Regions from separate parts of the Mus musculus genome. Here region 2 is linked to region 1. A link is a contact called in public ChIA-PET data. All regions are on one chromosome and are shown on one strand. The core of a region is the stretch at or near the end of the contact, and the rest is flanking DNA. Distances in the headings are between cores, read along the strand shown.

Evidence for each region. ChIA-PET counts read pairs in DNA pulled down with a chosen protein or histone mark.
Region 2: a contact with region 1 is called in an RNA polymerase II ChIA-PET map of memory CD8 T cells, with 55 read pairs. The contact joins the promoter of Metrnl here to the enhancer-like site in region 1. A contact is called at or near these places in 1 of 39 promoter capture datasets (hippocampal neurons), 2 of 484 Hi-C or Micro-C datasets (adipose-derived mesenchymal stem cells and nephron progenitors) and 4 of 115 datasets of contacts at active chromatin or transcription factors (CD8 T cells, forebrain, memory CD8 T cells and 1 more).

The regions. Positions count from the first base shown.
Region 1 is chr11:121,558,281-121,561,035 of GRCm38.p6, reverse strand. It overlaps Tbcd (tubulin-specific chaperone d), which reads right to left. Exons shown (of 39, transcript NM_029878.4): 17 at 276-361. Among named protein-coding and RNA genes, the nearest start is that of Zfp750, 40 kb to the right of the region's middle. Within about 2 kb of position 1,270, at least 84 of the 459 cell types and tissues checked have an H3K27ac peak or open chromatin away from gene starts, as enhancers often do. A contact at or near this core is called in CD8 T cells and memory CD8 T cells, where this site is marked.
Region 2 is chr11:121,701,075-121,703,861 of GRCm38.p6, reverse strand. It overlaps Metrnl (meteorin, glial cell differentiation regulator-like), which reads right to left and starts at 1,435. Exons shown (of 4, transcript NM_144797.3): 1 at 1,067-1,435. The coding sequence starts at 1,236.

The DNA.
Region 1 (2,755 bases), core at 21-2,520:
AGGCAGAAAAGCACCAACCAGGAGGACAAGGAGAAGATTAATGTCCAGAGAAGATGTGTGGCCCTAGCCCTGAAGCACAAGCAGGTGCCCATTTCTCCAGCGTGTACCGTGCAGGATGAACTTGGTATGAGAACGGTTTCAGAAGCTGTTCTCAGCTCAATTCCCTCTCTACAACATAAGTTATATACAGACCACAGGATAATGAAGGAAATATTGAAGGTGAATTTTGACACCCAAGTCAAAGAGACAGTTATATTACACACGTTAAAACTTACCTTATAATCAGGAAACAGTTAGATATGTTACCAACTGCAAAATAGTCTGCTGTAGTCAAAATATCAATTCCATGAGGGAAAGTACCCTAAAAAAGTAAAAATAGAGAAAAAACCTGAAAGGTGAGAAACGGCCTCTGAGGGGACAACGGGCAGGCGGCTGAGGCTGAGCCACAGGGCTCACGGGAAAGGACCACCTGGTATGTCACTGCTCATCCCACTGCCCTGCCTGCCCACCAGGGGCTGCACTCAGTGCAACTTCTTCTTCAAAACCGTTTCAACTCAAATGCTATAAAAGTGACACCAGATCTCAGCGGTGCTCAAGTGCTTACTCATGGTGCTTGGTCTCCCTCTGTGGTCACAAAGACAACAGCATAGCCCTCCAGAGCCTGCTGGAGCAGGAAGGCCAATGGAAGTTAGGCAAGCGCCTGCCTGGCTTTGAAACCTGGACCAGGACCCACACCTCACTAGCTGCCACAAGGATGGATGTGGCTGACAGAAACAACCAGGCTCAGGGCTAACAGCCAACCTCTAAGAGCATCACTAACAGCAAGCCATCAGTCCCCCAAAACCAGAGGCAGGTCCTCATCCTCACCTACCAAGAATACTCCTTGTGGAGCCCCTGCCCTAAAACTGTCACGTGATTGGTATGACCAAATATTATCATTTGTGGTGAAAAAAATATTACAATCTAGAAACCATATAAATAACTTTCTTGACAAATATAAGTATGTAGGAAGCTTTATAGCTATTGGCCCAGAGGTGGCTCCATCCCTGTAGGAGATAAGGCTCCCTATCTCTGCACAAAGCTGGCACAAGTCTAACAGGCAAAAGCCAAGAAAAGCACCAGGCACACACCACCAGCACCTACCTGCCACATCCCATACCTCACACAGGGATCGATCTACTCAAAGACAAGCTGTCTCCCCCTCAGCACAGGAGGAGAACAACCAACTGAGGTATCTTATGTACCAGAAAGCCGTCCAGGGGGTGAGCCGGAGGGGGATTGCTAGAGGCTGCTTGATCTGCACAGTGCACACTCTGGGTGCTCTAACCACTTCCTGTGTAAACCAACCTCACAGTTGGTGTGGGGAATGTAAATGAAATGTACTGTCTTTATCAGAATTGAAAGAAGACAGAAGTAGTTCCATGTTTAGAGAAATTGGTAAAGACACCACTAAGTTAGACTATCTCCAGATTAGTATAGTCTTTAAAAAAAGAGAGAGATTTATTTATTTATTCATTTATTATATGTAAGTACACTGTAGCTGTCTTCAGACACCCCAGAAGAGGTTGTCAGACCTCATTAAAGATGGTTGTGAGCCACCATGTGGTTGCTGGGATTTGAACTCAGGACCTTTTGAAGAGCAGTAAGTGATCTTAACCGCTGAGCCATCTCTCTAGCCCCCAGATTAGTATATTCTTAAAGTCAAGATACATGTTCAAGTTCTATTCTCCCTAGCAAAATGCTAGTCCGTTTTGAATTAGCCTGTTAAGTTTTATGAGTCCTAGTTCCAACCACTCAAACCACCCAGAGTAGGGCACAGAATCCCTCACCCTGGGGTTAAAAGCAGAGCAGGACCCCTACTGGGTGTGCTTGCTTGCTGGATTGAGTAGCTTCGCACTTTTCTGCATAAGTGAAACCTTTTGCTTTACAAAAATGCTTTGGATTGTATAGTTATTTATCAAGGAGACCCCAGACTCATTCTCTCATATATGAGAGAGAAGCCCACAGCCTAAGTAAAGTTACTATGACTGCAGCCGGATTCCCAAGAAGACCAAAGCACATGACTGGGCAAGCAAGTGCAAGCACAGGTTTGGCTGTGGCCGAGAAGGAAGGACAGGTCTGAACTGTGCTCAGCAGTACCCATATCACTCAACCAGAATAAGCAACAGCCTAAGGCTCGGCCTGGCCAGACAGCTGTCCTTCCTTCCCAGAAAGGGGACTAAGCACTCACACTCTAGCATTCTCACTTGAATACAGGGTCGTCTGGGGTCTGGGCAAACCACCAGCACACAGCTGTAACCCAGCAACACTCTAAGCAGCCACAGGATGATGCATCCTCATGCTGGTCCTAGACATGGCAACTACTCACTGGTTAATCATAACCTGCAAAGACTCCTAGGCGATAGCAAGGGAACCTAGCAGACATTCATACACACACATCCCTGCTATAGAGCATGCTCAACTAGCCACTCAGGGATCTTGGCCAGGATCTAATTAATGCTGGTGTCAAGACCTTCATCATAAGTAGACCAACCCAGTGGAGGAGTCCATTCCTCTGGGCAGGCCTACTACTTCCTGGACCACGCCCAGCATCCTCTACTATAGACACATCTATCTGTCCTCACAATATTCTTGACCCAAGCCATCTCCAGGTTCTCTCACCTAGAGCACACCCCTCTTGGCATTGACCTCTCTAAGCCCCATCAGCCTTCACACAAGTCTACTCTTCACATCAGCATAGCGCAGGGCTATCCTT
Region 2 (2,787 bases), core at 186-2,685, 140 kb before region 1:
CTCAATCTTTCAGTCCAAGCACTCCAGCAGGAGTCTTGATGAGGGTTGATTTTGGTCTCTGTGGTTTTCTCAGAAAGTCAGGCACTGTAAGTGTACAAGATAATCATTGATGCCCTGCTTACGCAGATCCGGGCACTGCCCAACATCCACCTTTCTCAGAAAACCCTCTTGACCAAAATCACCCACCGCACGCATTGCCCCATGAGCCCCCTTCACTGGAGTCTGTGCTTCAGACGAGATCGTGTACCTCCCCAGGCCTGCGCAAGCGCCCTGCCCCTGGGATGAGCTACATCAGACCCCCACCGCCGTCCCAGCCCACGTTTTCAGGAGACCCGCATCAGCGCAGCGCGCTATGCAAACCGCTGAATTGGCAACTTGCAGCTGTAAAAAACTGGCTCTGCAAAGAGAGGGGGCCGGCCGCTGTGCCTGGCGCGTTCTCAGTGTCCAAAGTAGCTACGACTCCTCAGGCACCCCGCCCGCGCACACTTGTGACTTGTGCTTCTTTCCATACGTCACACTTCAGTTAAAACAACAGCAAAAAGTCCTCCGCTGTCACTGCTGATGGGGACGAGAGAGAAGTGTCACAGGAACCCTGTGCCCTGCTGCCAAGGGCGGCTTGACCTTCACCAAGCGGGCTCAGGGCTCTACCCTACTGCATTTGGCCGCAGACAGGTGTCGACCCCATCTCTTTGCCCCAAAGATACGGTCTGCAGCCGATACGGGTCTCGTTTGGACCCCACGCTCTCCACGCCACAGCTGTCCCTCTAGATGAGCACAATCCCAACCCTTTCCCAAGAATCAGAAATCCCAACCGTTGGGAGGACCAAACATGCAGCCTATGGAGCCCAGGAAACCCACTAGGGCAGTATTACGCGCGCGGAGAGTGGGCGTCTTCCGAGCTGGGACCCAGATGCCACCAACTCTTTTGTTCTGAAACCAGAGCTAGGGCGGGGGTCACCGGACTTGGCCAGCATAGCTGTCCCTACCCCGCAAGCTCTGCCACTCGCTGCCGAGGGCTCCGGTCCAGGTCCAGGGAGTCCACGCTGGAATCACCCGCAAGACTCACCTCCCCTTCCAGCTGCACAGGTCGCTGGAGTACTGAGCGCTCGCGCCGCCCAGCAGCAGTAGTAGCAGCAACAGCAGCGGTGGCGGCGGGGGCGGACCCGGCCCAGGGCCCGGGGACCGAGGCCACTGCTGCCCCGCGCGCCTCCGGGCCGCCCACACCGCACCCCGCATGCTCCGGCCGGGTCTGCGTCCGGTGCGTGCCTGCACCCACAGAATAGGCTCTTGAGGCAGAGCGATGGGAGGCGTGGGTCCGCGTGCGAACTGATCACGTCGCGCGTCTATAGCCCATCCCGGCTCGCCCCTAGCCGCCCACCACAGGAGCCGCCCAAGCTGCAACTAGAGAAGCGCGCCGGCTGCCCCTAGAACCTCTGAGCTGGCAAGTTCCCGGACCGTGGTCTGGCTCAGCTGGGGGGCGGAACCGTGAAGCCACCCCGCCCTCGGCCGAGCTCCGCCCCCGCCTGGCCTTCGGCCCGGGCCAGCAGTTCCGCCCCGTGCGCCAGCTCACAGATCTGTGTCCTGCCAGCTCTAGCCTGGAACGCCCTGGTGTCACGCCGCAGATACTCAGTGGGCAGCATCTCGCCGCACAGGACAAGGGAAAGTGCAGCTCGGAGTGGGACAAACGACTTTGCAAAGAACGGGAACAAGGTCAGGGAGGAGGGCTGGGGCTGGGACGAAGAAGCTGTAGGGATGGGGATGGAAGAGTTTGGGCCTGGGGGAACTGCACTATTATGCACGAAGTGAAGAAATCTGAGCTCCTTCCAGCAGCTAGACACCATCTTTTAGACAGCCTGAGTGGCCTCCAGTGCACAAGGACTATTGTGATGCTCACAACTCAAGAGCGGTGGCTTCTTGGGGTTCCTGGCACCCTCTCTTTCTGTTCCCCAGCTCAAAATTTGCCTTGGGAGGGAGGAGAGAGAGAGAGAGAGAGAGAATATCAGAGAGAGACTGAGACTCTGCCATTAGTAAGCACTGGCAGCTTCTACGAGGTTATTCGAGACTCTGGAACATCCATCCCATAGAAAGGCCTCAGGTGTGCAATCAGTCCCCAGGCCACACTTTCAAGTGTCCTGTGGTCTCTTGTTTAATATTCACTTTGTCATCTTGAAGCTGAGGTTTTAGGCTGGATGCTTCTTTACAGTGAAACCTACCTTGGGCAGTGTGGAGCTTTATCGTCATTTCATCTTGGGACCCATTCTATACTTCAATAGTATCTCCCATCCCGAGTTTGACAGATCCAATTGTCTCCAAATATCCTTCCAACAGAAACAAAAAAATAACCATCTGAGAGCCCAGTCTGGCCATGAAGGGGCGTCGCATGGAGATCATGGTGATCCTAACATCTAGTGGGGGAGCTACACAGGAGCAGGGCAGAAATAGGGAGGTGGAGGGACACATTCTCTGGCCTGGAGCTTGATTTAAAAAACAAACAAACAAACAAACAAAACAGGGAGAAGGTGATGAGGCAATCTTTCTTCACTTCAAAGCCCCAAACAGTATCAAATGATGGACGAAACTGGCCTGGATAGGTCAGGAGGAAACAAGGGATTCCAGAGTACCCTCTATGCATGAGGAAAGGCCTAGAAATGCAGTTTATTTATTAGGTGGCAACCATACTGAGAGTAAGAGGGACAAATTTATGTCTTCAAGAGGAAGAGCCAGCACCACCTGTGGCTTTGAGGCCACTAAACAGCTGAGGAAAGGAGAAGGTCTGGGGATCTGGAA